Linked DNA regions of Sus scrofa: all the other regions are linked to region 1. A link is a contact called in public HiChIP or PLAC-seq and promoter capture Hi-C data. All regions are on one chromosome and are shown on one strand. The core of a region is the stretch at or near the end of the contact, and the rest is flanking DNA. Distances in the headings are between cores, read along the strand shown.

Region 1 (6,312 bases), core at 1,466-3,965:
GAGCTCTTATTCCTAGACTCCAAGGCAAACCAAGTTTAATTCAGCTTCTCCATATTCACACTATGCCTCCAATGTTGAATTCTTTTTTAAAAGGGGACATTCCAAAATTATGTCTCCGAACACTAAGCACAGAACAACTTGATAAAGTTATAACATCCCATCTACACCAAACTTCAAAACACCTGGTAGCACATCCAACTCTTCTTTATCTGGACTTATGTCCTATAAACACCACCCTCCCTGCACAGAGTCTGGCTTCCATGCCAGGAACCATGCCTGCTTGCTTATTTAAGGAAACAGCAGGCCCTACTCTTAACTTAGAACTCTAGGCTATAACCGAGCTGTCCCAGGCTGCAGCTCTCGCCAAAGCAAAACTTCATGCATGGTCACCATTAAAACTGGTTCTGAACTAAGTTCACAAACCTAAGAGCTTCTCAAGTCACAGAGACTAAAATATGCATTTTAAATTAGTAGTTGTTTGTATGAAATTAACTTGGAATTTATGGCAAAAGGATTCTAAACCGAGAGAGCATTTTCTCTGAAGACATTTTCCAAATATACCCGCGGGAGAATACGGTTTTCCAATACCTAATAAAAAGACGAAAAGGTAGTAGCAGGCTTCCGAAGAAACCCAAGTGTATACGTGTGTGGACGGGTGACCCCAGAGCTCTGAGTGCTCCAAGACCCAGCAGCTGTGGCACTCTTCCCTGCCTCCCGCGGGGGCTCAACGCCCCATTCTCTGGCTCTGGCCAAACTGGGCCGCGCGACCCTCTGTGGAAGCCCGGGAGGCAGTCCGCAGGTCGTACACGCCCGCGGCCGACGCGCAGGCCCCTCGCTCCCGCGAGCGCATTCCGGGCTGAGGCCTGGCCCATCACCGCGGCGCGCAGCCTGGGCCCGGACGTCGGACGCCCCCAGCCTTGGCCTGAAGGGCCGAGAACAACGGGATGGCTCTACCCCAGCCGAGCCGCCGCCTCACCCGCAAGGACGTCCGCGACCGTGTCGCCGCCCCGGGCCAAACAGCGAGCAGCAGCAGGTGTTCCTCGGAAGGCTAGGACGGCGGCGGGGGACCGGCGGCGCACTCACCGAGCCCCGGCTAGTGGGCTGCAGCAGGTGCTCGCTCTTCCGGGCCGCAAGACTCCGTCGCCTCTCCCCGGGGACTCGGAGCAATGCTGCCGCTGCCGCTGCCGCTGCCGCTGCCGCGCCGCCGCCGCCGAGCCCAAGGAGCGCGAGCGCCGCACCGCAGCCTCAGCGCGAGCACGTACCGAGCGGTGAGAGGGCGCCGAGCGCGAGGGCGGGGCGCGCGGCCGGAGCCTAGCAACCCCCTGACACGCGAGTGCTGCAGCCAATCCCGCGGCCAGCTCCGTGCGGCGCCGACCGACAGTCCCCGCGACGCCCGCTTCTGCCTGCGTCGGCCGCCCCGCAGAGCGCCGCACCCGCGCAAAGGCTCCGCCCCCGCCCGCGCCAGCGTCGCTCTGCCTATTGGCCCGCCACGCCCCCACCCGAAAAGACACGCCCCATCCTGGAAATCCCGCCCCGCGGCGAGCCAAGTCCGCCCCTAGAACACGCCCCAAGCTGTCCGCGTCTCGGGGAGCTCTCAGACCTGGGAGCGGGGGAGGGGCGCCGCGCCCAACCTCAGGCATTTGAGCCGCTGAGAATCATCCAACCTACCCGGGTGGTCAGGCTTAATGACTGGCCCTGCCGCAACTAGCCATCCATAGACTGCCTTTGGCCCTGCTGATTTCTCTCTAACGCAGATCAGGTACTTCTAAGCCAAGAAAACACTCAGGAAGCGTCCTCTAAATTGCAAACGATGATGGCCCGGTTGCCCGCCTCCTATACTAATGAGGAAACTGAGGCGAGGACCGGAAGGGCAGGGAGCCGCGCCCCTCTCCGGGTGCCCCCAGCAGGCGGGGGCGTCCAGGAAGTGGCTCGGGCCTGACCCTCGTCCCCTCCTCCTGCCCTCAACACCCGGAATCCGATGCTCCTCAGGCGCCAGAAATAGCTCTGACCCGCTGGCTCTGGTCACTCACTCAAGGCCCGCATTCTTTCAGGGGGTGGGGGGAAGAAAGGCGGGTAGTTACTGCTGAGGTCTGTCTCCCTTAAAGGGGAGGCTCCTACAGACGCTCTCACTGTCCCTAGGGCTTACCTAGCCACCCCCCCACACCTCAAAGGCCTCAGATGCTTCAGTTACTAGACCTGAACAATTACTCAACGGGTCGGGGTATGGGACCTGTGGTGGACTCTGTTCCCTGTGCAGAATGTGTCCATCCCTTCCTGGGCCTGTGGCCAGGCTGGAATTCCAGGCCCGCACTCTTGTCAGCTATTACATTCTGAACACAGAATTGGCTACTGCCTGCCAGAGGTTGCTCATGGGATCCTGGTGGAACTGGGTTTCCCCTGCTTTCTTCCTCTCCTTAGGAAAGACTGGGAGAAGCAGACTCCAGAGAGAGAAAAAATGAATGCCCCGGAAGTTCCCCTTTAGGCTCAGCAGAAACGAATCCAACTAGTGAATCCAACTAGTATCCGTGAGGATGCAGGTTCTATCAGTGAGTGTGCTATCCTGCTTTACTGTGAGCCATGTTATAGTCACGGACAAGGCTCAGATCCGGTATTGCTGTGGCTGTGGCGTAGACTGACAGCTGTAGCTCTGATTTGACCCCTAGCCTAGGAACTTCCATATGCCACCAGTGCGGCCCTAAAAAGCAAAAAAAAAAAAAAAAGAATGACCCATCTCCCAAATGCACATACCTGTTTGCGATTCTTTTACTTTTCTTATTAGGGCCACAACTGCAGCATATGGAAGGGTTTGAATCAGAGCTGCAGCTGCCAGACTACCCCACAGCCACAGCAACACCTGATCCAGTCTCATCTGCAACCTCCACAGCAGCTTGTGGCAACACCAGATCCTTAACCCACTGAATGAGGCCAGGGATCAAACCTGCATCCTCATAGATTCTAGTCAGGTTCATAACCCTTGAGCCACAATGGGAACTCCCTGTGATATTTTTTTTTAGGCCTCACCCTAGCATATGGAAGTTCCCAAGCTAGGGGTGGAATCAGAGCTGCAGCTACTGGCCTACACCATACCCACAGCAATGTGGGATCCAAGCCTCATCTGTGGCCTATACCATGGCTCATGGCAACACTGGATCCCCAACCCACTGAGCAAGACCAGGGATCGAACCTGCATCTTCATGGATACTAGTCAGATTCATTTCCACTGCACCATGATAGGAACTCCTTCCCTTTGATTCTTTAAACTTAAATTCATGGGCTCCAAACTTCATACAGACCAGAAAAAGAAGTAAAGACTAAGGAAAATCCACAAAAAAAAAAAAAAAAAAAAAAAGGGGAGTTCCCGTCGTGGCGCAGTGGTTAACGAATCCGACTAGGAACCATGAGGTTGCGGGTTCGATCCCTGGCCTTGCTCAGTGGGCTAACGATCCAGTGTTGCCATGAGCTGTGGTGTAGGTCGAAGACACGGCTCGGATCCCGCGTTGCTGTGGCTCTGGCGTAGGCTGGCGGCTACAGCTCCAATTCGACCCCTAGCCTGGGAACCTCCATATGTCGTGGGAGCGGCCCAAGAAATGGCAAAAAGACAAAAAAAAAAAAAAAAAAGACTAAGGAAAATCCCCAAATCATTCTTTAGATATTAAAACTTTAAAAAATCCAGCTCTGGGAGTTCCCGTCGTGGTGCAGTGGTTAACGAATCCGACTAGGAACCATGAGGTTGCGGGTTCGGTCCCTGCCCTTGCTCAGTGGGTTAACGATCCGGCGTTGCCGTGAGCTGTGGTGTAGGTTGCAGACGCGGCTCGGATCCCGCGTTGCTGTGGCTCTGGCGTAGGCCGGTGGCTACAGCTCCGATTCAACCCCTAGCCTGGGAATCTCCATATGCCGAGGGAGCAGCCCAAGAAATAGCAACAACAACAACAACAACAAAAAGACAAAAGACAAAAAAAAAAAAAAAAAAAAAATCCAGCTCTGAAATTTAGCTTCTTTGAAAAGGCTAAAAATGCAGAAAATTATGAGTTTCTAAACAAAATACATTCTTTCATTCACTCCTTCAACTTACAGCGTGTCCTCCCCTCCCCCAAACATACACCAGACACTGCTTTGCAGCCCTAAATTCTGCTGGGGATTTTAGTGTCTGACTGTACAATTATATGTAAATGTTCTTCCAAAACAAAAGACAGCAGTGAGCACAGACCTCATCCTTCTTACCATCTACACAGAAGCTACTGCTCTTTAGTCCTCATTGACCATCCATGGATGCTAGAGTGACTCCCCTTCATTTTTGGCATTGGTCTTGCTAGATGAGACACCATGCCTCAATCTGGCCTCCAGGGACCCAGCACCACATGCCCAAGCTTCCCTAGAGCTCTAGCTAAGGGAAGGTCTTTACCTCAACTACTTAGTGCCAAAAGGTGGGGTAGGATCTTCTTAGTCCTAGGAGGAGGGGAGCAAAAACCAGAGTTTGCCTGAAGCTCTCACAGCAAAATCCTTCCAGTCTCTGCCTCTCTAGGTTTGGGACTCAATTGGAGATGCTATGGTCTGAGCCTCAGGCTGGCCCCAATGCTCACCTGCTCCTGCAACCTTCCAGCCTTGGCACTTCCCTCCCAGGCCAGAACAACTGTGAGTTCTGGGCCTCATTGGTGGCTTCCTTTTTTGTCTAGAATTGGGGTTTCCACAACCCTCTGTTCCTTCAGGCCCTAGAAGGCAAGAGGCCTGAATGGCCAGAGTTGGACCAGCCTTTTGGGGCCTAACAAGCCACTACTGGAGCCCAACCGTTCCCATGGAATGCATAGCAGAGTAAAGAGGGAGGTGGCCATCTCCATGTACGCCAAGGCTGGATGGGGCTGTGAATGCAAGGTACTGTTACTCCCTATAGTCCTGAGAGTTGAAGACTTTCCCTTTGTAGAAAACTGCACACCCCACCCTAGGGCTTAGCACTAGGTCCACAGCTACTCGCCCTTGGGAGCTATTTTGCAACCCCACAGGGCCTAGGCCACCCTAGTTCAGGCTTGGTGCTTGCAGCTAAGAGTGAGGCCCAGGGCACATCCAAGAACAGCTGCCCCAAGGGCCCATGTGGTATGGGCCCAGGTGGGCACTGATCAAGAGGCCAAGAATGAGGCTATTCGGGTAGGATGCTCAGCCCTCAACTCTTCTGGCCATTTAGCCTCTGGTGCTTCCTCCACCCTCCACTTAGACCCCCAGCTAGAGGCTTCAGGAAGATTCTCAGATTAAGGTTTGTCTTCCCAACTAGAGTATGAGCCCTTGAGGCTAGATATGTGCACCTGCTTAATCCCATATTGCAACAATCACCTAATAGCATGCACATAATAGAGGCACAATTTCTGTTTGGAAGGAAGGCATCAGGGAGTGCTGCCTACCTCACTTCTTGGTTGACAGTTATCCCCAAGAGTCTAAGCCCTGTGCAAGGCCCAAGGCAAACATCCCAGTGTTTACTTGGGGCTGATGTGGTTTAAGCTAAGGCCTTGGCTCTAGCTCATGAAATCCAGCAGAGACCTACATGGACCAAACTTTCTTCTGGTCCTAGGATTCCAGAGCTCTTTTATTCTAGCATGTTCCCAAGGAACTGAGGACCAAGGGCCAGTGCCCAGCCTCAGACACTTCCAGAGGGAGGGAGGCTCCTGTGGCTGATCCTCCCCAAGGCCTGATGGTGAGGGGCAGGAGTCAGTGCTGGCTGAGGGTGGAGGATCCAGACCCAAATGCCAGACCTGCAGGTCTGCCTCAGGCCCTGGGAAGCAGGGCCAGCCAAATCAGGGGAAGGGAGGGGTCCCTTTTGTCTGGATTTAACAGAAGGCAGATTGTCCAGCAACTCTGGAAGAAAGAAAGGGCTGATAAATTCATCCGGGAGAAACTGCCAGTAGGCGTGTTTGTGGGTCACCACCAGCCTTCCCAGAAGTCAGTTCGTTCCCCTGCAGGGCCCTCCCCTCCAACACTTCCACCAGACCCCTTCATACATGTCTGACAGAGGGCCTTCCTCTCATCAGTCAGGTGACTGCTTTTACACCTGGCCCTCCAGGAATATACATACAGTCCTGTGGGGACAGTAACTTCACAGCAAGGATGAGGGTTGGTCACAGAGTTAAAAGTCACCTCTCTGCTGAGGAGACATACATGTCCACTGCCCCCTCCCTCAGCCATATTCCCACTCCCTTGAGGCTCTGGGATAAGACAGTCCCCCAAGGCCAACTTTGGGTGATTATCCTCCAAATACTGGGCTTGTGGCCTTGAGCACTGGGCAAAACACCAGATTAGGTCTGGTCTGGCCGGGGAGCCAGTAGAAGC
Region 2 (6,312 bases), core at 2,043-4,542, 470 kb after region 1:
CTATGTGTCATGCGTTGTATAGCCTTACTTTACAATTTGTGAGCCCTCTGCCTAGCTTGAACACCTTTCCTTAGATGTTGGAGGTTCTTTTTTTCCTTCTATCTTGGATATTCTTAACAATAGTGCTTCTCAAATTCGATCATAGAACTTTAAAGACTCCTGGGCCAGGATTCCAACCCAGAGATTCAGAGTCAGAGCCCTGGGGATCCCAGAGCAGTTTTTTGTTTTGTTTTTTTTTGTTTTTGTTTTTGGTCTTTTTAGGGCCCACTTGCGCCATATGGAGGTTCCCAGGCTAGGGGTCAAATTGGAGCTGTAGCTGTTGGGCTATGCCACAACCACAGCAACACAGGATCTGAGCTGTGTCTGCAACCTACACCACAGCTCACGGCAAGGCCAGATCCTTAACCCACTGGGCGATGCCAGGGATCAAACCTGCGTCCTCATCAGTGCTAGTCAGATTCGTTTCTGCTAAGCCACAGTGGGAACTCCCCCCAGAGCATTTAGAAATTTGCCAGGTGATGTCACATACACCAGAAACCATCCCCACTATCTCAGGGACCTTGTCTTATCAGCTGTGCTTTCTCTCTCCTTTCCTGTAATTTCTCTCAGTCTCAGTCCCATCTTTTTGTTCAGTTAGTGTTTTTTTCTTTTTTCTTTTTGTCTTTTTTGGTTTTTTTTAGGGCTGCACCTGTGGCATATGGAAGTTCCCAGGCTAGGAGTCGAATCAGAGCTGTAGATGCTGGCCTACACCACAGCCAGAGCACCACCAGATTCAAGCCAGGTCTGCGACCTATGCCACAGCTCATAACAACAACAGATCCTTAACCCTGAGTGAGGCCAGCGATTGAACGGGTGTTCGCATGGATACAAGTCGGGTTGGTTACCACTGAGCCACAATGGGAGCTCTTTGGTCCCATCTTAACAAACACAACTCAAATCCCTCCTTTAACCTTTTGTGCCTTTTCCTTCCCTACCTGCCAAACTCTTTGAACAAGTAATTGACTCTTAGTGCCTCTGCCTTCTTGATGCCTGTTCAGTGTTCCAACCACCATTGTCAACACCCCTTGCAAGCTTCTTCTGAATGTCACCAATGACAAGCAGTTACACCTAAGGAGAATTTAAAATTCCTTAGCTTGACCCAGCATTCAACCCTTTCATCCCTTGGTCTCAAAAGCACCACTTTTTCTTTATTTTCCAAAATTCTACTAGCAACTTTCTTCCATGACTGCCCTTCTTCACATGGCACAGTCTTCTAGGGGTTGTGTATACATCTTTATGCTGAAGCCTTCCTGGCTTCTGTCTTTGGCCTTCACCTCTTTCCTGGTTCCCAAGTCATATACCTGACACTGATCAGATATGTCCTCAGATGTGTCACTGGTACTGCAATTGCAATGTGTCTGAAACCCAGAGCTGCTGCAAGTTTTCTGGCAATGCCTCTGGGATCTATTTCTTTTTCTGTCCTTCTATGGTCCCTGGCTCAGTTCATGCCTTCACTGCCTCTTTCCTGGACCACTGTAATCTTCCCTTAACTGATCTCCCTGCTTCCATCCTCTCCCAACGCAAATTCATCCTTCCAAAATGGATTTTCTAAAACAAATCTGATGTCACCACTGTGGTTAAAATTCTTCCATGGTTCCCCATCCCATCTAGAAAAAGCCTATAGCTCAGAGTAAACAGGGTTTCGAGCCTTGCCCCAACTTGTTGCTTTCCACTCCCCTACAGGCCTTCTGTACTAGACAGGCCAGTTACTTCCTGATCCCAATCCTGACCCTGTCACTCATCTTTCCACCCCTAGCATATGTGGTCCACCCTCCCCATTCTAGGCTTCTTGCTAGCCTAGGAGAGCCTACAAAGGAGGACTATTAACACGTCAGCTTGGCAGTGAGGTACTTGCTGCAGAATAGGGGTATGTTTACTGTTCACAACTTTTTTTTTTTCTTTTTTGGCCGCACCTGTGGCATATGGAAGTTCCTGAGCCAAGGAACATACCACAGCAGTGACCCCAGCCACAGCAGTGACAACAGTGGATCCTTAGCCAGTTGAGCCATAAGGGAACTCCAACTGTTCACAACTTTTTAATTTGAGAAATTTCAAACATATGGAAACAATGTAAGAGTAATATAAAAGATCTACTTATAGCACAGGGATTCTTCTCAGTATTCTATAATAACCTATATGGGAAAAGAATCCGAAAAATAATAGATATATGTACATGTATAGCTGAATCACTTTGCTGTACACCTGAAACTAACACAAAGTTGTAAATTAACTATACTTCAATAAAAAATAAACATTTTTTTAAAAAAAGAGTAATATAGTGAATACTTGCATACTGTCTACCTAGAGTAAATAAGCCAAAAACAACAGCATCATCCTTAACTCCTCTCCTACATACCTTATATTCTGTTCATTAACAATTCTTTTAGGTTCTTTCTTCAGAATATATCCAGAATCCAAACATGCCTCACCACCTACTCTGCTGTGCTCTAGTCCAATCCAGCATCTCTGACCAAGACCTTTAGCCTTATAGTCTATTCTCATCCAGCAGTAAGAAGGATCTTGTTAACTCATAAGTCAGACTATGCCACTTTCCTGCATAAAACCCCAGAATGGCTCCCATCTCCTTCAGAGGAGAGACTGATGCCCTTACAGAGGCTCACAAAGTCCTGCTTGATATGCCACCATTACCTTCATGTTTTCATCTATCTAATTCTGCTCTAGCTACAAAGGCCTCCCTCTGGCATCTCTAACTGGTCAGGCACAGCCCATCTCCGGGTTTTTTGCATTCTTTTCTTCTGCCTGTAAGGTCCCTCCCCATCCCCTTCACATCTGTGGACAGAACTCACCTTCTCAGGTCCTGAATCCAGTCACCTTCTCAGTGAAACCCTCCTTTACTCATCTAATTAAAATTGCAAATTACTTGCCCCCCATCCTCTTCCCAGATTTATTTTTCTTCATTGCAGTTATCACCACTGGATACATTGCATTTTCCACTTATTTATCCTCGTTATGGTCTGTAAGATCCATAAGAACAGGGACCCCTGCGCAGTGTTACCAGCTGTGCCTCCAGCACCTGGAAAGGAGCCTGTCACACAGCAGAGTGCCATCAACTTCTGCCAACCGAGTGGAGGAACGAGAACCTAAAACAGACCTTTCACAACGCGTCTCGGCCAGCCCCTACTCCTTCAAGCCATCGAGGCGGGACTTCGGACGGAAGAAGCCCTCCCCCGGCGGAAGCCGGGCCGGGGGGAGCGGTCTAGACCCTCCTCCCGACCTGCCCCGGGCTTATGCCCCGCCCACCCAAAAGTAGGGGAAAGGTCGGCGGTTCCGGCGCTGTGGCTGGAGCGGTAGGGCGAGAGCCGCTGGAAAGCTGCAGATACTGTGACTCAGACGGACCATGGCAGACCAGGCAAAGCCCATTAGCCCTCTCAAGAATCTGCTGGCCGGCGGCTTTGGAGGCATGTGCCTGGTGTTCGTGGGGCATCCGCTGGACACGGTCAAGGTGCGAGAAGGCTGGGGCGCGGGCCGGAGGGAGGAGGCCCAGGCAGGGAGCGAAAAGCAGGGTCTCCCTCGAGGCTCGGCCTAGGACAGAAGGGGTCCCGCAGGAGCTTCCACGAGAAGTCCAGGGAATTTTCATTTCACTCCTTTTGGGGGTCTGGGAAACTGTTCCTGCACCCCAAAGAGCTGAATGGCACAGAACGAGCAGCTTCTAACCGTTCACCAAGGTCTCTTGATTTATTTATTTATATATATCTATTTTTATATATTTGTCTCTTTAAGGCCGCACCAGCAGCATATTGAGGTTCCCAGGCTGGGGGTGGGATGGGCGCTGTAGCTGCCAGCCTATGCCACAGCCACAGCAATGCAGGATCCTAGCCTTGTCTGCTGCCTACACCACAGCTCATGGCAGTGCGAGATCCTTAACCCACTGAGTGAGGTCAGGGATCGAACCAGCGTCCTGATGGATGCTAGTCAGCTTCCTTAACCGTTGAGCCACGACAGGAACCACAGGGCCCTTGATTTAAATAAATGTCTCCGTCCGGCAGCCTCTTATCTGGTGCCACCTCTTTGGGAATGGAAGCTCTGACTTCTGCATTCCCTCATGTTATCAGCAAGTTAGAAACAGTTCATCTGAAAGCCCCCTTCCAGAAGAGAGCTAAAGACTGAGGCATCGTTTTTCTGGAACGTGTCTTTTGACACATTCCTCTGAGCCAGAGTGCTCCATCACTATTTCCTTTGCACCTTTCTTGACCCAGAGAGGGGCTTGACCAACTTAAACCTGTCACCCTACAGTAGCTTGAGTGGCTTCTTATGGGAAGTGATGATGTCCTCAGTTACTGAGCCTCTTCCAAGGAAAGCAGGTGATCAGCTTTGTCCAGGGCTGGGCAGATCCTCACAACAACTAAAGAAGCCATGGTCAGATTGAGGCTCTGGGAAGGGGAAAACACATCAGGGTTTGTTCCTTGTTTATTCTCACATGATGCCGCAATTCTTCCCCCTGAAACACTTTAAGAAAGTGACTCTTAAAGTGCTCTGTGACTTTGCATTCAAAGCTTCATCTTAGTTTTCTCACCTTATTTCTGAACACACACTTGGAGGAAATTGACAGATAATGGTGAGGTTGAGCCTGGGGAATAGACATGAGTCTATAGAGTGGGAAGCCTCTGTAGGGGACTTATATAATGCTGGACAGGGTTTCCTCAACAGAGAATTTGCTTTGGGGACATTCTCTAGGCAAGTTTGGGCAGGAAGCTCCTTGCTGTCTTTCATCTAGGAGAGGATCTGGGGTTATTCTATCACAAACCAGGATTAAAGCAGCCGGGCTGGTTTGGGCCCTGTGAAATATGAAATCAGATGTTTACTCAGTATTTGGTAAATGCCGTGTGTGTTAGGGCTTCCCAGACAGTGGTTATTGCTAAGCAGCACTGTCTAGTAAGAGAATAGAATTGCCTGGTTTCTCTTCTTACTATTGATCTATGTAGGTGGAAATCTTGTTAGTTCCAGGCATCTGGGGCCTCTCTTTAAAGACAAACAAAGCCTTGTTGTTCCCTTATAGGAGCTCTGTACCCTCTTGCCCTTTCTCCCCATTCCCAGGAAGGGCCCAGTGACCTCTGTACTGAAAAGTAAATGACCGAAAATGCTAAGTGGCAATTTTAATAGCCACAAAGTCTCCTTTTAGCTTAAGGCAGAACTGCATATTGCTGACTGCTATCATTTTGACCTCAGAGAGCCAGGTAGGATCTAATCAGAGTCTGGCTTGAAGGCACTTTCAGAGGTCCAAGGTGACTAACGGTGGCTTGAGAAGGCAAGAGCTGCAGCACTTCACAGTTGGAGCTTGGAAAGGCTCTATAGCAGGTGGTTAAGGGCTGGTTGAGTTCTGACTGAAGAAGTAGGGAGACCCGGACATTCTGCATAGGGGGAGGGCAGGAGTGAAGGTGAATATAGGCTAGGCAGTGGAAGCCAGGTTATAAAATAAGACCAGCCATGGAGGACTTTAATGTTCTTGCTGGGCTGGGGTGCTTGATGTCATGAGACAGGTATGAGATTTATACAAAATCACAAAAAGGTATCAGGCAGAAGTTTTGATCCATTTCTCTCTTCCTATTACTAGGGGAGGTTGTGCTTGACCATGGAGGATCTGAAGGCCAAGTAAGGGATTTTGGATGTAAAGCAGTGAGAGCCTCTGGATGTTTCTTGTGTAGTGTCCCATAAACACCTCAGACCTGCATGTTACCTCCATTGCCTAGAGAGAGAGTTTTCCTTAGTGTGGGATATAAGGCCTCAACAAATACAACAATGAGAAATTTCAAGTAATAGAGGAACAGCATGGTGAAAATGGTGTCTTGGAGAGGTTAGTATGATAGCAACATGAGAAGGATTTGGAAGTAGAACTCTGAGCACGAAAAAGATGGCAGAAGTCATTGGGTGTGTCGGTTATTTCTTGCAGTGTAACAACTACCCCAAAGCTTAGTGGCTTAAAACAGCATTCATTAATTTTCACAGTCTTTGTGAGACAAGATTTGGGGAGCCACTTAGGTAGGTGGTCTGGTTCAAGGATTTCTTGTGAGGTGGCACATGTTGGCTGGGATCCAGAATATATAAAGAACGCCTACAACTCAATGACAAAAAGCCATATAACTCAACTTAAAAATAAGCAAAGGACTTAAATAGACATTTCTGCAAAAAAAGATATATAAATGTGAAAAAAAGGAAAAATGTTCAGTGTCACTAATCATTAGTGAAAATAAAAACTATAATGAGCAGATACTGACTCACTGACTTTGAAAAACTTATGGTTTGCAAAGGAGACAG
Region 3 (6,312 bases), core at 1,388-3,887, 370 kb after region 1:
CAGAATATGCACGGCGATTTGGTGTTCCTGTCATCGCTGACGGAGGAATTCAAAATGTGGGCCATATTGCCAAAGCTTTGGCCCTTGGGGCCTCCACAGGTGAGGCTTACACCCAGGAAGCCTGGTGGGACTGCTTTCCTAATGCAGTCAGGGTCTTCCCACAGCACTCCTATCCACAATTATGATGGGCTCCCTCCCTCCTCCTGTCCATAGTTATGATGGGCTCCCTCTTGGCTGCTACCACTGAGGCCCCTGGCGAGTACTTCTTCTCTGATGGGATCCGACTAAAGAAATATCGTGGCATGGGTTCTCTTGATGCCATGGACAAGCATCTCAGCAGCCAGAACCGATATTTCAGGTGGGACAGGCAAGCCATTTACTGTATGCTAACTCTACATTGGCAGTATCATCAAGGCTCTGACCCTGTCTGTGTTTCTTGCCTCTTCTTGCAGTGAAGCTGACAAAATCAAGGTGGCCCAGGGGGTGTCTGGGGCTGTGCAGGACAAAGGATCCATCCACAAATTTGTTCCATACTTGATTGCCGGCATCCAGCACTCCTGCCAGGACATTGGTGCTAAGAGTTTAACCCAAGTCCGGTAAGTTTAGGGAGCAGGGCCATCGACTAGAGGGGCTGGACGAGGGCCAGCTCCCCACATCTGACCACCACCCCTGTTCAGAGCCATGATGTATTCTGGGGAGCTCAAGTTTGAAAAGAGAACATCTTCAGCTCAGGTTGAAGGTGGCGTCCACAGCCTTCATTCGTAAGTGACCAACCCTTTCCATTCCTCTGTCCTTGGGGTTGAGGTGTCTCCCATGCCTCGGTCTTCCTGCCCTCACCCTCACAGCTGGTCCTTCTGCCAACAGGTATGAGAAGCGTCTTTTCTGAAAAGGGATACAGCACACCTCCTTGGTTTTTCAATAAAAGTTTGAAAAAAAGTGATGCCTGATCTTTGAGGTCAACAACAAGCAGGTAGTGCTCTGCAGCTGCCACCATCACAGATACACACCAACACAGTACCGTCATTTCCAGGGAAAACCTCAAGCCCTGAGATGAGGGTGCTGTGAGCACCTGGACGTAGGTGGTAGTGCTAGATTCAGAAAGTCCCTTCTCTGGCAGCTCAGACCAGTTCTGGCTCCCAAGGGTTTGGTCTCAAACTGTGACTCTGACTGTAGCTGCTAAGAAAGGGTCACAGAACAGGCCATGAGGCTATAGACTGGCATCCACAGGGCCTCCTGCTAGCCCAAAGCTTGGCCACAGGGGATCAGGCTGAGACCCCACATACATGTTCTCTAACTTGAATCTCTAAAGGGCCTTGTGGAGAAAGCACTGAAGTCCCCTCAAATCTGCATGTGAGCAAAGAGATGTACAGTTTATAACAGACACCTATACAGCTTCCTCGCCTCTTGAGTATCCCCTTGATTTTTTCACAACCCCCTCCATGAACCCACGGAGCCAGCAGCTCCTGTCCAGCAATACACCTAGTACAAAATTGTGAGAAGTAGATTAAATTATTAATTTGCTGGCTAGAAAGACAAGTTGTTACAGTGCCAAAGGGGAGGAGCTAGTAAAAACTGGAAACCCCTGCACTCAGCAAAGGGTGGCAAGGTTCCTGGTGGTTCATTTTTTTGAGACTTGGGCCAAAGATGTGAGAGCAGCCCCTCCAGGTGGGGGAATGAGAGCAGCTCCTGTCACCCGGCCTTCATGACACAGGAAGTTGAAAGTGGCACAGGCATTGGGCTGCAAAGAGAAAGCCAGCATCAGCTGGGCTAGGGCCAAGGCCAGGCCTGGGCTCGCCTCAGCATTCCCGAGTACCAGACATACTGTGTCCTGCACTTCCACAGCGATGCCCCGCTGCCTCATGGCTCGCAGCACCTGGGGCTGCAGCCGCTCAGTCCGGTCTCCAGTGCCCACCACAACAATCTCTAGGGAAAGATGAGCATAGCAAGGCTGCAACGAGGTCTATCGAGAGGGTGGGTTTCCGGGGCTCATCACCTCAGCCTTCCCTTCCTCCAGTACCTATTCGGGGCTCCAGCATCCAAAAGAGAGAGAAGCTTCCTTCGGTGATGTCCTGGTGGGAACCTACCTGTGTGGGAAGGAGACAAGTTAATTACAAGTCTATGGAGGTTTCCCCACCGACCCTCTACCTGCTCCAAAGCGGGGCAAAAGAAAAGCCAAGTTTGCCAAGGACGGAGTCAGGAAGGCAGGCCTGACTCTGGTCCTCGGGTTTCCTTATTGCAGGGAAGGGCTCACGTTCCACTGCACCACCGAGTGCGGAAGCAGCGCGCAGGGCCCAAGCACGCGATTTCCATTGACCACGAAGCCGCGGCTGCTGTAGCTGTCGATGTACATCGCCTGCGGGGACTCGCGCTGCAGCAGAGATATTCGCGTCCGCTGATACAGCTCATCATCCGTCGGCGTGAGCCGATGCCCACGCCCTGGGGCCCTGCGGAGGGGTATGGTCGGGGTCTAAGGGGCTGGGAGTCGCTGGCTGTGGGGGGCAGGTGGTCAGGGACGGTGGGTCCGGCCTCACCAGGACAGCTGCGCGAGCGGCCAGCGAAGGATGTGTCGCGCTCGATACAAGCTCCGAAGCACGAACACCGCTGCCATGGCGGATCAGCGCACAGGGAGACCGGCGCAGGGTCAGCGGGGTCGTGGCGTCACCCAGCCCGGAGCAACGACAGCGCCCCCAGCGTCGCGGAGGGCACCGCGCAGCTCTGCCGGCCCCGGGCTGGAGACGGGAGGGAGCCGACCAGGGGCTTAGGTCCCAGCAGGGCGGGTCTCCCGGTGCGGCTCCAGTGTCTGCAGCTGCCGTCCGCCCCGCCCCAGGCCCCCGCAGGCCGTTCTGGGGGAGCCGGACACCTGGTGGCGTGACAGGCCTCAGCACAGTCTGAGCCCCAGCCGCGGCCGGGCCCCCGGCTCTTAGCCATTAAGCCGGGCTCTTGGGACCCGGGGAGGGGCGGCCTAGCACCTGTTCGAGTCCCGCACACCTGGCCAGGGCGTGGTGCCAGCCTCCAAATTTCTAATCCCGGCTTCGCGGAGTCGGATTCCGAGGGCGGTGCGGGCAGCTCAGGTTTCCCCCTCTCGCCCTCCGAGTTCAGCCCCTCCCAACCGTTCACCCGCGCGACCGTTGGCAACGCCGCGGCGTTTCACACCAGGCGTCGTTGCGCTTGGATTGGCTTCTCTGGAGGGCGAGGGGGCGTGGCTGAGTGGTTTCGCCTTAAAATGGCTCCAACTCTGCGGCTAGAACAAGCGGAAGAGGACGCGACGTCAGGCTGGTCGTTGCTGCTCCTGGGTCGGACCGGGCCGAAACGGACCAGACATTGAACTATACAGCGGCCGGAGTATCGCCCTATTCTTGTTCACCTCGCTCTGCGTCCAGAGAATCCCTCCCCCGCGTCTTGAGCCGAATCAGAAGGCCTACTGGTGCCAGAGTCGCTGGCGCCCGCGCAGGTTCCGACATCTCGGCGCGCCTACTGTATGGTGGCCTCCGGGGAAACATTGCTGCGTCTGCCGCCCGCGGGGCCAGGCTGGCGGGGGGGTTTCGAACAACCGAGGACGTTCTCAGTAGATCTCCGGGGGTCCCGTCGCTGCCTTGAGGGCTCATTGGGCTTCTCGCACTCCCGACACTGGCAGCGTCACCAGACAAAGGGCCCGGGTGCGGGGGTGTCCCAGGGGAGGGTTTACTTCCTCTCCGAGGCCCCACGGGCGCGCTTCCCTCTTGGCTGATCCTGAAGCCCGCCCCGCCACCGCCAGTGTAGTGGCCCTGACTGCATGGGACCAACAGGATTAATCCTACCCCGTGGATCTAATCCAGATTGGGACCCAGTCCCGGGGGGGGGGGTCCCCACCACACCTATTGTTTTGGGGCCCAGGTGAGCGAGCGGCTCGTTCCTACCGCACTTGATTTCACCACCTTCTCTTGGCTCCCTCTCCTGGGACTGGGAATGTAGGAAGTTTGATCTGGCACCAAGGCAAGAGATTACCCCTCTCAACCTCCCACTCCCCACGGCTGGACAGCGGGCAACGGAATCCCAAAAGCAGCTGTTGTCTCCAGAGCATTCCAGCTGCACTTGGATTTCGTTCCCTGCTCTCTTGCCTGAGCAGCGTTCTGGCCCAGATTCGGTGGGCTAGCCCCTGATCCCCAGACATACTTTATCGGGCCACTCTGATTTCTGTCCCTCTCTCAGGTGCGCCCTCAGGCTGGAAATGACAGGCGTAGACGTCGGGGAGCCCAGGCTGTGGCCATCTCTTGGATCCCAAGGTAGCACTGGCAAGGGAGGGAGGACACAGGGACTTCTGATTGGGCTGCAATGGTGGTCTGCAATGGTGGTGAGTCCCCCAGGGCCACCCCAGCCCACAGCTGACTAAAGATAGCCCTTCACTTCCTGGGGTAAAGCCACTGTAAGTGTCCTCATGCACCAAGAGTAGCTGAAGACCCCAGCTCAGCCTCTGGCCCCCAATCCTATTAGCAGCTGACCCTAGGTTGTGCACCTGCGGCATGGAAAGTGCTTTGGAATGACACGATCACTCCCGTTGAGTGGGCACCCAAGTAGCCATCGGGAATGTCGTGTCCGCCCAGTGCTCTTTCGGAGCCTCCCTGCAGGGCCTTGCAACCCTGGCCCAGAAAGGGACCTTGCCAAGCTTTTCCTGCTCCTAGAATCCTCTCTCTTCTGAGTTCTGGGCACTCTCACTTCTCCAGGGCAGAGATTATGGATGTTCTGCTGCATCAAGTTCAATCCCTAGTAAAAAAAAAAGAGAGAAAGAGGGGGATTTCCCTGGTGGCCCAGTGATTAAGGATTTGGTGTCATTACTGCTGTGGTTGGGGTTTAGTCCCTGGCCTGGGAATTTCCACATGCCAAGGTTGCAGCTACAAAAAGGAGAGAGAAAAGGGGGTTTAAGTTACTAGAAATGGAGACATTCTGGAGCCTTCCTGGGACAGAGGAAAGAGGTTTATCACTGGTAGAGGGACAAGAGCTGTTCTTAAGCTGGGACTTCTTATGGTCACATTGTTTAGTTGAGCCACAAAGGCTGGTTGCCTTAACCAGGAAGTGGGAGGATCCCTGTTAAAGTATACTAGGTTAAAGGAGAAACTTGAAAAGCTGGCAGTTCTGGAAGCCATCATGGTGGTTCTAATTCCTCAAAATTCAAGGGGAGAAAACCAGCAGTTCTAGCGGACTGGGATTTACTGGGAATAAAGACAACTCACATCTCAAAAGGAATGCTTGCAAATAACCTTAAGTTGCAGAACATAAATTCTCTTAAAAATGAGGATTTTTTCCCAGTAGGTCATAATGTTAGCTGCCCTATTTCAGTGACAGTTCACTTGGAACTTCTGCATTTTGATCATGTGCAAATGGGGGAAATAAAACGTTATCACAAATACATAAATACAAGACTTAGATGAAGACAGAGATCTCTATCTGAGCCCCCACTGGGTCGCGTGGATTCTTTACTTGGTTGCTAAGTCAAGCGACAGCTAGAGAACTGTAGGCCCGGAGCGGACGAGAGATTTCGGACCCGGGGGCCGACCACGCGGTGCGAGTGCCAGTGCTGGGGCCGTAGGACCAACGCGGTCGCCAGAATTTCCTCAGGCGCACCTGCCCTCTCCAGGACCACAGCCAAATCCCCGCCCCAACCAGTTGCCTCTTCCGGAAGTTCGACCCCAATACTTCCGGTTCTGCTTGTTCCTTCCGGTCGCCATGTCGATGGGGCGTCTTGGGGTCGAGGAGACTTTGGCAGCCCTCAACGCAGCCCTGGGACCTGGCGGCCCAGTGTGGTACAAGGAGACGCGAGCCCGCCATCTGCGTGCCCGAGACTTCTTGGCGCCGCGGCGCGCGCTACAGGCGCGCTTCGAGGAGGGCCAGGTAGGCACGGTCTTCCCGCAGGGCGAGTTTGGGGTAGCCGGAGCGCCGCGGCCGGCTCACCGGCTGGTCTCCCACAGGTGCCCAAGCAGGTCATTCACGCCATTGCCGGCCTGCAGGGTCCCGGCGTGGCCCCGGTGCTGCGCTGCGCGCCGACCCCCGCGGGGCTGGCACTCCAGCTGCAGCGGTCTGCAGTTTTCGAGCGCGTCCTCGGCGCCGTGGCCACCTATGTGGCTCCTGCCGCGCATGCAGCTCTGGAACCTCGCGTTGTCCTGCACTGCCCCGCGCTGCGCGGCCGCCCCTGCGCCCTCCGCCTGAGCCAGCTGCGTGCCGTGCTCGTGGCCGACCACCTGGCGCGAGCTCTTCACGCTCACAGGTGAACGGGGGCGGACTGCTGCGGATGGGAAATCCCGGCGAGGTGAGCCTGGCGCTTGGGCTGAGACTACTACT
Region 4 (6,312 bases), core at 2,021-4,520, 290 kb after region 1:
GCGTATAGTCCCTGTCATTGTGATTACATCCCTATGCCTATTAGCAAATCCATACCCCATGTGTGGTCCCTGAGTCTGTACCCCAGGATTGTTTCCCCATGCCTGTGCTGGGGAACCTGTATCTCTAAGCCCTTGCCTGTATCCCCATAGAGGAGGGGGCTGATCCTGATAGCATTGAGATGGTGGCCACACGAGTGCTAGAGCTCTCCATCCCAGCGTCACCTGAGCAGATCCAGCATCTGGCAGGCGAGATTGCAGAGCGGGTCCGGAGCCTGGCAGATGTGGACATGATCCTAGCGCGTACTGTGGGAGATGTGCGTCGAGCGGAGCAGCTACTGAAGGATGCGCAGCGGGCACGGTCTGACCCCAGCCTTGGACCCCATCCTTGACACCTGGTTCTGATACTTGAGGGTCCTGATTACCTCTCTTCCCCAGGAGCCGGGCCGAGGGTGAGAAACAGAAGGCAGAGACGGTACAGGCGGCACTGGAGGAGGCCCAGAGGGCACAGGGTGCTGCTCAGGGTGCCATCCAGGAGGCAATGGTTGACACACAGGACACGGAGCAGACCCTGAACCAGGTGTCGTCTCTCTGGGGCATCAGTGGGGCAAGGTTATGAGCATGCTGCGTAGACTTGTTTAACCCTGAACCCACCTGTGGCAGGTGCAGGAGAGGATGTCAGGTGCAGAGCGGGCACTGAGTTCTGCAGATGAGCGGGCTCAGCAACTGGATGGACTCCTAGAGGCTCTGAAATTGAAACGAGCAGGGAATAGCCTGGCAGCCTCTAGTGCTGAAGAAACAGCAGGCAGTGCCCAGGGTCGAGCTCAGGAGGCTGAACAGGTAGGTGGGTTGAGGCAGAGCCAGTTGGAAGCAGTGGCGGTAAAGCCTGGGCCTCCACTGGGTCACCACCCTGACTCTGCCCTCTATTTTCTTAGCTGTTGCAGGGCCCACTAGGCGACCAGTACCAGACAGTGAGGGCCCTGGCTGAGCGCAAGGCCCAGGGTGTGCTGGCTGCGCAAGTGCGGGCGGAGCAATTGCGAGATGAAGCTCGGGACTTGCTGCAGGCAGCTCAAGACAAGCTACAGCGGCTGCAAGGTGAGGCTGGCAGCGTGTGGGCGCCAGAGACGTGGGACTCTGAAAGAAGGACCCTTCTGCTGAGACCTGTCTCTCCTAGAGCTGGAAGGCACTTATGAAGAGAATGAGCGGGCGCTGGAGGGCAAAGCGGCTCAGCTGGACGGGTTGGAAGCCAGGATGCGCAGCGTGCTTCAAGCTATCAACTTGCAGGTCCAGATCTACAATACCTGCCAGTGACCCCAGCCCCAGCCCTACCCCAGTCCCAGCCCCGCCCCGCACGCATTACTGCTTGTGCACGGAAAGTCCCTAGCCTGGCCAGGCCCCCAATAAACCAGTGTGAATCGCTGTGTTATCTGGACTCTGATTTGGGGAGGGTGGGATTCTCTGGGCGGAACATAGAGGCCGCCACCAGCCGGGCCCCAGCGAGGCACCGGAGCCCCGCCTCCTCCGTTCGGGCCCGCCCCGGAGCTGCCCGTCGCCGCGTGCCCGCTCCCGCCGGAAGTGCGTCATCGGCTCTGCGTTCAACCTCCCGCGGCCGTAACTAGAAGTCGAAACAAAACAAGCAGCTGAGGCGGTGGCGGCGGCGCCGGGACGGGGGAGGGGCGCGCCGGAACCGGAACCGACCTGACGCCGGAACCGGAACCGAGAGCGGGTTGCCAGGGCCCGAAGAGGGCTGGCGGCGGCGGCCTCGCTCGGTGAGTGGGGCGGGCCGCTGCTTGCCTTTCTCGCCAGAGCCGGGAGGCCGCTACGCGGCCCGGGGCAGCCTGTTCAAGGTCACGGGCCGCACCAGCCTCCACCCCTCGAGCCCTACGGGGTGCCGGGCCCACTGGTGCAGGCGGGGCCGTTACGTTACGCCCGTGACCGGCCTTCGGTCTTGGAGAGGGCTGGCGGCGGGCGAGGGCGGCTTCCTGGAGGAGGTGGTAGTGGTGATGGGCCCAGGGTTCGGAGGCTGGAGCTGGGTTGCAGTCTGGCCGGCGCCGGTCTGTGGTCAGTAACCCCGCGCGGCCTTGGATCTCTAGACAGCCCCTTTCCCTCCTTAATGTCCCAGGAGGAAAGGGGAGGGACGCGATGTTCGCCTGGGGCCTGGGAGCAAAGAGGCGGAGGATGTCTGTCCCTCTGCTCTGGACCTGTCGTCATTGAAGATGCAGCTCACTAGTCCCACATCTGACCCATAGAAGAACATCTTACCCCTCCCCTCATAGCCACAACCCTTGGGAACACAGACTAATCACTATCTGTCCTGCTACTGTCTCAGGCCATGCTTGAGGCTGCTAGGGGTCCTGGTTCCATGGTTCCTTCATGCCCACCTTATCTCGGTTTTGAGAACGTTATTTTGGATGAAGAAACAGCCCAGAACCCACTGGTGGGTTTGTGGGAAATGGGTAGAAGGTCTCAGGCTCAGAGCTGATAAATGTGTGGACCTGGTAAGGAAGGGTTTCAGTCTCAAACTGGATGCCCGTCCTGCCTTGGTTTTGGGGCAGGATTGCTGCTGAAATGGTAGTGTGACATCTGAATGCACTGTTCACCCTGGCTTTTACAATTCTCTGTCTGCATGGGACAGCAACTGGAGAGAGAAATCTTTCCAGATGTAGGAGAAAAAAAGAAATAAATGGAGTAATGCATAGAAGCAGGTTCAGAGGAGGGTGGGAACTGGCTGGTGGCAGGTGAGGTGCCTTAATCTCAAGAGCTTGCCTGGTCAGTGGTAGCAGCTGGGCTGGGCCTGTTTTCAGCCAGAGAGCCTGGTCCTCCTGCTGTTTGATTGCCTGTCTCCCTCTTTCCTGCCTTCCTCCTCCACCTCCTACTTCTCGGGTGGTGACTAAGCAGCCAGTGAGAGTGAAGGGAAAGTGAGCACCCTGCTCAGAGCACCAGCCTGTGGGCTGAAGCCATGGCTCCTCTCCAGATTGATGGTGGAGCCTGGTCCCAGGCTGTGGCTGCCTTGACCTGGCGTCTCCTCAGTGAGACTCCTTTGTGGGTCTTCATGGCAGACCTCCTAGATAGGATGCTCAGCCAGCAGTGGCTGCTGCTCCTTGTGTTTTTTGTTTCCCTCTAGGAATAGTCTGAGAGTATCCAGGGCTAGATCAGGTGATGGAGAGACATTGCTCTGTCGGGTTAGAAGTGTCCCAGGTTGCCAAGCCGTGGGCGTGACCAAGGAGCAAATTTGGGGCCTTGGTAGTGATCACTGGTTTGCTTCTCATTAGGCTGTCAGTTCCTTGCTGGAAGATTTGGCCACAAAGAGTTGCCAAGATAGCTGGGCCAGGAAGAAAGCGCCGTAGCCCTGACCCAGACGCCGTTGCCGACCCTGGGGCACTCTGGCTGTCGACCAAGCGGCTCAAGATGTCTGGAGGGGCCAGCACCACAGGCCCAAGGAGAGGGCCCCTGGGACTGGAAGAGGCCACCAGTAAGAAGAAGCAGAAGGATCGAGCAAACCAGGAGAGCAAGGATGGAGATCCCAGGAGAGGTGGTAGTGTCAATCCCAGAGGGCTCATGACCTTCTGCTCCTCCCTTCCTGTTGAGTGTGTGGATTAGAGGTTGGGAGATGACTTTTTTGTTCCTTCTGTCCTGATCTGATGCTGAGAGAAGGACCAATGGCAGGCTGGGTAGAGCCTTAGCTTTGAAGTTGGGGTGCTTGGCTGAGATCCTAAAGATGGTGTTTGGTGGGTGTTAGAATCTTGGAGGCTTCCCATCTGTCATCCTTTCCCTGTTCTTTCCTTTGTTGTCAGGGTCAGCATCCGCTCCTCAGGAGGAGCATACCAAAGAGGGTGAGTAATGTACAGGCCTTCTGGATGTTAGACTGCTAGGGGAGAGGGGGGGTCGTGGGGTTATAGCCTTTGTCTAGAACAATTTTGTTAGGGTTGGTGTCTGGTGCCTGCTTATCCTCATCAGAAGTTCATGGAGACCCTCACAATCTTTTTGGAACTCCTTCTACAGAGTTGTTGCTGGATTGGAGGCAGAGTTCTGATGAGGTGATTGTCAAGTTGCGTGTGGGAGCTGGTCCCCTGAGGCTGGATGAAGTAGATGCTGCTTTCACGGACACAGACTGTGTGGTGCGGCTTCCAGGTCTGTTCATCTGCTTTGAGCCTAGCAGTAGATTTGAATCCTTGGCTATCTCCTACCCCAGCTCACTGCTTCCACTCTGTCGCCAGGTGGTCGGCAGTGGGGTGGTGTTTTCTATGCTGAGATAGATGGTTCCTGTACCAAAGTGCAGGCTCGCAAAGGTGGCCTCCTGCAGCTCTCACTGCCCAAGAAGGTGCCTATGCTCATGTGGCCCTCTCTCCTGGTAAGTTCCAGAGCAAGGTAAGGCAGGGATACTCACTGTAGTTGACCAAGTCTGACTGCTGTATCTTTGGCAGAAGAAACCTCTAGGGACCCAGGAGTTGGTGCCAGGGCTGCGGTGCCAGGAGAATGGGCAGGAAGCATCTCCCATTGCCTCGGAGCCAGGCCCTGAGCCCCGCCGGGCTAAGCAGGAGGCCCGGAACCAGAAACGGGCCCAGGGCCGTAGTGAGGCAGGCACAGGGGCTGGCCCTGGGGCCCAGGCAGGCCCCAGCGCCAAGAGAGCTGTGCATCTCCGCAGAGGGCCAGAAGGGGAAGGGTCCAGAGATGGCCCTGGACCCCGGGGTGATGCCCCCCCTTTCCTGGCTGAGCCAGCATCCACCCAGGTGAGATTGGCGTGCCTGCTTGGAAGTTGTTAGACAAGAGGAAAGGGTGTGGACTGCAGTGGGTAGCCACCAGCCAGACCCAGGGCTGATTCTGCAAACAATCTTGCCGTAAATAGGCTGAGGCTGAGGAACAGCTCCGTGTACCACCACTGAACCCCCAGACCTGCCTCCTGGGCTCAGAGGAGGATCTAGAACTTTTGACAGGAGAGAAGGCAGTGTCCGCCAGGAATGATCCAGTGTCCCCAGCCATGGCCCGGAGCAGAGACCCCGAGAAAGGTGACCGTTCCAAAGAGGAGATGGCAGTGGCAGCAGATGCTGCAACCTTGGTGGATGGTAAAGGTGGGGCTGGGGCCCAGCAGGCCGAGCTCTAGGTTGGGTTGCAAGGTTGGTGGGTGGGTGGGTGGGTAAGGAGTAGAATAGGAATAGTCTGGAACCTGTCCTGGGTGGTGCTGAGCTGTGGTCTCAACGTAGAGCCTGAGTCCATGGTGAACCTGGCATTTGTCAAGAATGACTCCTATGAGAAGGGGCCGGACTCAGTGGTGGTGCACGTGTACGTGAAGGAAATCCGCAGGGACACCTCTCGAGTGCTTTTCCGCGAGCAGGACTTCACGCTTATCTTCCAGACCAGGTGGGTGGGCGGGCAGACTCATGGGGCAGACAGTGTGCTTCAGGCAGGTTAGGGTGTCTCATGCTCTTTTTCTTGCCCTGGCCCTGCTGTGCTTCTGCAGGGATGGAAACTTCCTGAGACTGCACCCGGGCTGCGGGCCCCACACCACCTTCCGTTGGCAGGTGAAGCTCAGGTGGGTGGTGCCCAGCTCCACCACTGTGCCTCTCTCACCCTGGGCTCCATCACCCTGGCCTGTCTAGCCTGATACTCCCTCCACCTAGGTTCCTGAGTTTAGCCTTTTCCCGCAGGAACCTGATCGAGCCAGAGCAATGCACCTTCTGCTTCACGGCCTCTCGCATTGACATCTGCCTCCATAAGCGGCAGAGTCAGCGCTGGGGGGGCTTGGAGGCCCCAGCTGCACGAGGTCTGCACACGAGCTCCCTTCATCACCCAGTCCTCATGACCCAGATCCCCACCCCCTGCCACATGCTGCTAACCACCAGCCCCCCCATTCCCCCTTTTTAAGGTGCAGTGGGTGGTGCAAAGGTTGCCGTGCCGACAGGTCCAACCCCTCTGGATTCAACCCCCCCGGGAAGTGCCCCCCACCCCTTGACAGGCCAGGAAGAGGCCCGGGGTGTGGAGAAGGAGAAGCCCAAGGCTCGATCTGAGGACACAGGCTTAGATGGTGTGGCAGCCCGCACCCCCATGGAGCATGTAACCCCAAAGCCAGAGCCACACCTAGCATCGGTGAGAATCCCAGCATGGGGAAGCCCAAGGATGAAGACTAGAGAGCCTCAGGGCTGCTCTCTCATGCCCCTCTTGCTCCCACAGCCCAAGCCCACGTGTATGGTGCCTCCAATGCCCCATAGCCCAGTGAGTGGAGATAGTGTGGAGGAAGAGGAGGAGGAAGAGAAGAAGGTGTGTCTGCCAGGCTTCACTGGCCTTGTCAATCTAGGCAACACCTGCTTCATGAACAGC
Region 5 (6,312 bases), core at 2,689-5,188, 260 kb after region 1:
TTCTGTGGTGCACATTGAGGCTAGCAGAGGGTGGAGGAGCAGACAGGGCCGGCATTAGTACCTGAAAAGTTCTTCCACAGCCGTGGGTGGGGGCAGTTTTTTCGGAGAGGGTAATTTTCGGAGAGGAAGAGTCAGAGGCCAGGGACCTCCCAAGCAGGTCATTCTGCCCTTATTCTGTAAGGCCTGAGGCCTGGGCTAGTTAATGTGACAGAGGCCGACCTACCTCACACCCAGACCCTGGCTCATCCTATCTTATGAGCATTAAGAGTATTGGCTTGGTCTGTGAGCTGAGGGACCATTCATAGAGGTCACTGGTCACCTATAAGAAGAGGTCCTCATGGTTGTGCTTACTACCATCTTGTTTCTCTTTAATGGACAGTGTCTGCCTCACTCTCCCCATAACTGGTGACTGAGGTACATGTGCATATAGTTAATGTGGGAGATGAGGACAGGAAGCACCTGCAGAGGTGTGGCAGAAGACAGGGAAAGCAGCCAATAAAGGGTGTGTCACAAAGCAAGTTCCCACTGTGGGCAACTGGCACCAAATCCTGCTGGGGACTCTGGGAGCCAGTATAGAACAAGGGCATCACATTACTGTTCCCATCAGAGCAAGGGTTGCTAAGGTATTAATTCTCAAATCTACAGCATTCATGGGTTTAGAGCAGCTTGGTGGCATGGGTATCCTAGCCTGGCTGACTTCCGGCCAGCCTAGAGTGTGGGCAGAGCCTTCTCCATGTCCAGAGAGAGAGTCTTCAGTCCCTTTCAGAGGCTGGCAGTTGGTGTTGGAGGGCCTGCATGGAAATGGTGCCAAGGCCAGTTGCTAATACTGGCTAGAAGGCATCCAACCTCCCACTCCACTCTGCCCTCACCATGCTCCTCACTTAGGGCACTGGTACCTTCCTCCATAGGATATCACTGCCCTGCAGACCCCCTTACATTTCCCACTATTCCCTTTCCAGGTCCCTCCCCTCTCCTTTCCATGACATAAAATGAATCTCATAAGAGTCTCCTACCTTTGGATACCTCCCAGTACCCCAAAACCCTCCAGTGTCCCCTTCTTCAACTCCAATAAAACTCTTGAAGTATCCTCTCTCGCAAGGTCCACTGCCTTGATATCTGCTATCTTATATCTGCTGCCATTGCTCCCCCAAACTTGGTCTCACCAACGTTGGAACATTATATAGCTAAAATTAGGGGGGCTATTTGGTCTTTGCCTTAACTGAAATCTTGCTGGTATTTTCAAAGCCTCACCCCTTGTGACTTTGGCTTCCTCCTGCTGCTTGTTCTGCCTCTCAGAGTCTTGTACAGGCCCTGCTTCCTCTCCTCCCCATGAAGTGGTTCCTCAAGACCCAGCCTTGGCTTTTCTCTGGCACACAGACTCCTTTCTGGGGTTCTTCCTCCTAGGCCACTTGCCTCACATCTAGAACTCCATCAGAACTCTCTGGTAAGGTGGATATGGGTTATAAAAGGGCTATAAAGGTTCCAAATGGAGAGCAAGGGCTGGATCCTGGGATAACCCTGTGGTCTCTTCACCCTTATTCCATCTGATCCCAGTTACACCATAGGGTCAGCATCCACCAAAGTCCAGATCAAGTCAGAGTTGGCCCTGATGAATAATTCCAGAGAGTTCCATCTGGGACATACTGGGTACCAAGAGGTAGAAGGATCATCCTCTCCTCAGGGAGCTAGGTACCTTAAACCATTTCCCCTAACCCCTGCCATCCCCCTAGTTCTAATGTCTGGAAGGGACACAGACTAAGGATGGACCTTCTCTTCCTGGTCCTCCATTTTGCACTGACCTCTAGGCTGGACATCACCAAAGAGGTATCCACTTTCCAGGACACATCTAGGTCTATGCCATCCCTGCAGGCTGGGCCCTGTATCTTCATGGAAGTAGCTTCTGTTTAAATAGCACCTGGCCCCATCTGCACAAAGGTGGCCAACACCGCTGGCTCTGGAGAAGCTGTGGAAGATAGCTGGGTCAGAAGGTAAGGCTGAACTGGTCCTAAGAGTAAAAAGCTAATCCTTAACCAGAGATGGAGCTCATCCACAGTTGGGGACTGTGAGTGTGAAGGTGAGGACTTCCTGATTGCACCCCCTGACACTCTGGCCTCTGAGACCCCACCTTTCCCTTCTCTATTCCAAGACCCAGGGCTGGGAGCATTGACCCCAGAGGAGCAAGATAGTTTTGCATTTTTTTTTCTTTTTTGTCTTTTGTAGGGCCACACTGGTGGCATATGGAGTTTCCCAGGTTGGGGTCTAATTGGAGCTACAGCTTCCAGCCTACACCATAGCCACAGCAACTCCGGATCTGAGCCGCATCTGCGACCTATATCACAGCTCATGGCAACGCTGGATCCTTAGCCCACTGAGCGAGCCCAGGGTTTGAATCCATAACCTCATGGTTCCTAGTCGGATTTGCTTCTGCTGCACCACGATGGGAACTCCCTCTTTTCTTTCTTTCTTTCTTTCTTTTCTTTTCCTTTTTTTTTTTTCTTTGTCTTTGACCACATCTGCAATATATATGGAAGTAGGCCAGGGATCAAATCTGAGTTACAACTGTGACCTATGCCACAGCTGCAGCAATCCCAGATCCTTAACTCACTGCACTGGGCCGGGGATCGAAACTGCACCACCACAGAGACAACAATGGATCTTAACCCATAGCACCACAGCAGGAACTCTGAATTTGCATTTCTTTCTGGACATCTTGACTGTGCGTGAAGGCACTGAAGACCCCACCATCAGTGCTGAGGCCCTGGGAAGCTCAGGGGCACAAGGTGAGGTCTAGGGTATGGTGTGTGTTTCTCTTTAGAGGTGCCCAGACCCCTCTGTAAGCAGCCAGAGAATCCTGGGGTTTTATGGGAAGGGAGGAGAGCTATTAACTAGCCCCCAGATGAAGCATTCATCCACCCTCCAGCTTCCACCTGGCCCCAGCTACCAAATTTGTACCACTCTACATGTTAGGACCAAAAGTTGTGACAGCATTTTTGCTTCGTAGCTCAGGAACTGAACAAGGTGCTAATTTCCCCACCATCTCATCCATGAAACAAGGGCTTCCAGGCTGGTTCTCATCCTGGTATGGGGGGCCCCTAACCAAGAGGTGACTTAGGTTAGAGCACTAGAGACCATTCTGGCCCCCCTCAGACTCCTAGTGTTAATTTTCCCCTATATCCTCTCATCTGGTGCTGTTTGGGTGGTGAACCCATCTGCTGGCCCCCAGGTTATAGATGGAAAGATAGGCCCCAGTCTCTCAGACCAAAGAACAGAAATTTGGGCACAGTTAAGACTTGAGGGAAGGCTTCCTGCCATTGAGGGAGCTGAAGCTGGACCAGGATCCTCCCACCACAACTGTCTGCATGTTCCTAAGCAAACATACTCGGGCCCACACTGTTATATTAGGACTCTCAGATTGGACACGCCTATAACTTTGGGCTTATATGCAACATGTGTGCACACCAGCCTTTCATACCACATGTGGTGGCCCCCATTCTCAGGAAGAGAAGGCCTACTGCCCTCAGAAGCTGTACCCCTGCTACAAAATAAAGGGGCTCCTGTGCAACACTCCCAGGCAGAGTGCACTCCTTTCACCCTCTGGTCAGGCAAATGGGACAGAGACAGACCTTGTCAGTAGCTCATGGGGATACTAGAGGGTGAAGGATGGCTTGGACCTTACCAGGATACCCTCCCTGGTAAGATGTCACTGAACCATCAGGCCCCTCAGAGAGGGTGTTAGGCCCCTAATCCAAGCTAGTCTGGGCTCTGGTGCAGTCCTGCCTCGGGCAGCGTCAGAAAGCACCTCTGCCCCTCAAACTCCTGCACAGGCCCCCAAGAGTTTAGGGTAGTTTTCGTTGCCACCTCCTCCAGGAAGTCTTCCTCGGTTCTTACTTGTTCCGCCCCCAGACTTTGGGGGAAACGGGGTCTCGAGGGGTCAAGGGTCACTGGGGCGGGCCAGGTCCCGGAAGCGGAAGCGCGGCGTACTTCCGGTGCGCAGCGGGCGGCCATGTTGGAGCAGCGGAGGCGGCGCAGAGGTGCGTCTTGGGTCCTTGCGGCGGCGCCGGTAGGTTGGGGCCGTGGGCCTAGCCACGCCGCGGAGGGGCCGTCCGCGAGGCGGCAGGGCGGATGGGCCGGGCGGCTGGCTCCTTCGGGACCTGCGCCCTCTGCCGGCCCGGCCGAGATCCCCAACCCCCACCCCGTGCCCAACGACCCCACCCTGGGGCTGTGCGACCCGGTCGGGCTCCCACCGCCCGCCCCGTACATTTCGCTGCCTCCAAGACCCCCGCTCCTACCCTCGGCTCGGACCCCAGGGACGCGGACTCCCAGCCTGAGGGTCCTGGTCTGCCCCCTCCCTGGTTCCACTTGGATGGGGCCTATCCCGTCCCACGTCGTTCACCAGCTTCCCCTGCCGGTCTCGGGGGCAGGTGTGAAGGGAGGTCAGGGGTCAGGCTGCAGTGTCTTGGAACTCCCAGAGGACCGCTCCCAAGGGCCCAGACCGACCTGGGCGGAAGAGCCCCCCAGTTCACCCCCAATATGTGTTCTTGGAGGTAGTGGGCCCCTCCTTACTGTACAGTTCTCAGCTTTGGAAACTACAATCCCTGGAAAAAAATAAAATAAAAGAACTAAAGTCACATGCGAGGATTGTACTTGGAGAATGGCCTCTAGAGAGGGGAGGTGCCTAGACACCTGAGGATCAAAGAATGTTTCCAAACAAAGAGCCCCAGGGCACTTCCTCCAGGGAATTCGGAATAATTCCTCTGCTCCACTAGGGCGGAGGAAGACACTGCACAGACGCACCTCCTGGCCCTAGGGACTTGCCTCATCTCAGTTGATCTTTTAATGCTCTGGTGGAACTGTGTGGTGCTGGGTTGGGCTAGTCATGATTGAGAGCTCACAGCTTCAGAGAAGCCTGGACAACTTGGGTCTTCTCAGACAGCTCCAAATGAGCTGAACTAGGTCTGCAGCCCAAGCCCTAGTTAGGATACCTCAAATCTCTAGTGTCTACTATCTTAACCATTTTACTTGGAGTCATTGGCTCCCATTGTCAGATTTTGGACTCTTGGTCTGGCTGCTTGGCTCCTGGCTGCCTAACTTTCTAGAGCTGTGTTATTAGTACCTGCTACTCATCATCTTTTTAGTTTTTATTGAAAGAGAGCCTGGCTCTTTCCTTAAGATTAGTCTCCATGGCTCTAGTGCCAGGAATTGGACCCTGTCTGGGAACTTGGAAAGCAGAACTTCTGATAGACAGGGAGCCTCCACCCTGGGCCCCTGAACAGCAGTAGCTGGAGAAACAGAGATGGTCTTGGACTTGGGTGTAAGTCTGGGACCTTTGACCAGCATTCAGAGAGCATTCAAAATTTGTACTGCCCTGCTTTCAGCTAGACTTCCCAGCCCTAACCACAGGTTCTAGTCACACCAAGTTTGTCATACTCTTTCTCACTTCGAAGCCATTGGTTGGCTGCTCCCCTTTTTGCTCCATTTCCATCTGGTCCTTTTCTCTTCATCACTCATGTCCCACCTGGGTATCCCTCTCCAGTAATCCTTCACTGACCCATTGGCAAGCTGAGCTTTGTGCCTGTGTGTATTGCCAAGAACTTAGAAGATAATCTCTATCTTGCCTTCTGTACAGGGTGTCTGGAAGATATTTGCCTATATTCCCAGTGTTAAATCTAATACTAGGGATTTGGCCAAGCCTAAATATTTCCAGGGCCCCAACAACAGGTTGGATGGCTCTGATGAGCCTATGGTCAGGTATTCTGATGAAGCTGCCTCTGACCCATATGAGTCCCCCACCTCAACCTCCCCCCCACCACCATGGTAGTTCAAACAGCCAGGATTTTACCCCAGGGAGTGTCTCATTCTGGCCAGGGTCCTTTGTATCCATAGATGTTATTGTGAAGAATGCTGGTCTTGATTGACCTGTCTACCTGTCCTGGCCTGTATCTTGGTGCCGTTCTTATTGACTTTTTTCCTCTTGCCTTGGAGGTGCCAAGCCCTGGTTTGTGGATACCCAGGCAGATCTGCAGTGCCTAATGCCATGAGCGTGGTGGTGCAGCATGTGGAGGAGAAAGCTGTGCACTCCTGGTCGCGGATCTCCACGGCAGGGAAGAAGGCCCTGGAGGAGGCGCTGCTTGTCTTTAACCCTATGAGCCAGGATCTCAGTGCCACTGAGGCCCAGCTTGTGGCCTTCCTGCAGGGCCTGCGGGATGATGGCTTCCAACCTACCATCCTGCGGAGCGGTGATGTCTATGGCTATAGTTCATGCACAGCCAACCCCCCAAGCCAGACAAAGCTGCAAGCTCGTGCCCCCATGCC

What was found. Promoter capture Hi-C pulls out the DNA fragments that hold promoters and counts their contacts. HiChIP or PLAC-seq counts read pairs in DNA pulled down with a chosen protein or histone mark.
Region 2: a contact with region 1 is called in a promoter capture Hi-C map of fetal liver, with 2.1 times the contacts expected there. The contact joins the promoter of SLC25A20 here to the promoter of DAG1 in region 1. A contact is called at or near these places in 1 of 5 promoter capture datasets (fetal liver) and 1 of 2 datasets of contacts at active chromatin or transcription factors (alveolar macrophages).
Region 3: a contact with region 1 is called in an H3K27ac HiChIP or PLAC-seq map of alveolar macrophages. The contact joins the promoter of NDUFAF3 here to the promoter of DAG1 in region 1. A contact is called at or near these places in 1 of 47 Hi-C or Micro-C datasets (embryonic fibroblasts) and 2 of 2 datasets of contacts at active chromatin or transcription factors (alveolar macrophages and skeletal muscle).
Region 4: a contact with region 1 is called in an H3K27ac HiChIP or PLAC-seq map of alveolar macrophages. The contact joins the promoter of USP19 here to the promoter of DAG1 in region 1. A contact is called at or near these places in 3 of 5 promoter capture datasets (fetal liver, fetal skeletal muscle and liver), 2 of 47 Hi-C or Micro-C datasets (embryonic fibroblasts and liver) and 2 of 2 datasets of contacts at active chromatin or transcription factors (alveolar macrophages and skeletal muscle).
Region 5: an H3K27ac HiChIP or PLAC-seq map of alveolar macrophages shows a contact between it and region 1. The contact joins the promoter of CCDC71 here to the promoter of DAG1 in region 1. A contact is called at or near these places in 2 of 5 promoter capture datasets (fetal liver and liver), 6 of 47 Hi-C or Micro-C datasets (alveolar macrophages, brain, embryonic fibroblasts and 2 more) and 2 of 2 datasets of contacts at active chromatin or transcription factors (alveolar macrophages and skeletal muscle).

Annotation. Positions count from the first base shown.
Region 1 is chr13:32,024,422-32,030,733 of Sscrofa11.1, reverse strand. DAG1 (dystroglycan) reads right to left here and starts at 2,715. Exons shown (of 3, transcript XM_021068744.1): 1 at 1,669-2,715.
Region 2 is chr13:31,550,269-31,556,580 of Sscrofa11.1, reverse strand. SLC25A20 (mitochondrial carnitine/acylcarnitine carrier protein) reads left to right here and starts at 3,292. Exons shown (of 9, transcript XM_003483178.4): 1 at 3,292-3,502. The coding sequence starts at 3,398.
Region 3 is chr13:31,653,266-31,659,577 of Sscrofa11.1, reverse strand. NDUFAF3 (NADH:ubiquinone oxidoreductase complex assembly factor 3) reads right to left here and starts at 2,637. Exons shown (of 5, transcript NM_001243606.1): 1 at 2,532-2,637; 2 at 2,252-2,444; 3 at 2,018-2,084; 4 at 1,823-1,923; 5 at 1,491-1,738. The coding sequence starts at 2,608. The coding sequence ends at 1,619. It overlaps DALRD3 (DALR anticodon-binding domain-containing protein 3), which reads left to right and starts at 3,272. Exons shown (of 14, transcript XM_021070653.1): 1 at 3,272-3,476; 2 at 4,189-4,262; 3 at 5,612-5,865; 4 at 5,943-6,238. The coding sequence starts at 4,208. IMPDH2 (inosine-5'-monophosphate dehydrogenase 2) reads left to right here. Exons shown (of 15, transcript XM_005669533.3): 11 at 1-99; 12 at 214-358; 13 at 453-596; 14 at 678-761; 15 at 865-936. The coding sequence ends at 886. MIR425 (microRNA 425) reads left to right here and starts at 4,505; the gene lies at 4,505-4,584. It also overlaps MIR191.
Region 4 is chr13:31,733,391-31,739,702 of Sscrofa11.1, reverse strand. It overlaps USP19 (ubiquitin specific peptidase 19), which reads left to right and starts at 3,270. Exons shown (of 26, transcript NM_001271714.1): 1 at 3,270-3,532; 2 at 3,792-3,830; 3 at 3,955-4,128; 4 at 4,215-4,348; 5 at 4,422-4,727; 6 at 4,844-5,060; 7 at 5,199-5,355; 8 at 5,456-5,527; 9 at 5,643-5,758; 10 at 5,861-6,081; 11 at 6,166-6,312. The coding sequence starts at 3,406. LAMB2 (laminin subunit beta-2) reads left to right here. Exons shown (of 33, transcript XM_021070660.1): 29 at 151-358; 30 at 436-577; 31 at 661-837; 32 at 933-1,092; 33 at 1,172-1,421. The coding sequence ends at 1,308.
Region 5 is chr13:31,768,886-31,775,197 of Sscrofa11.1, reverse strand. It overlaps CCDC71 (coiled-coil domain-containing protein 71), which reads left to right and starts at 3,938. Exons shown (of 2, transcript XM_005669536.3): 1 at 3,938-4,031; 2 at 5,983-6,312. The coding sequence starts at 6,035.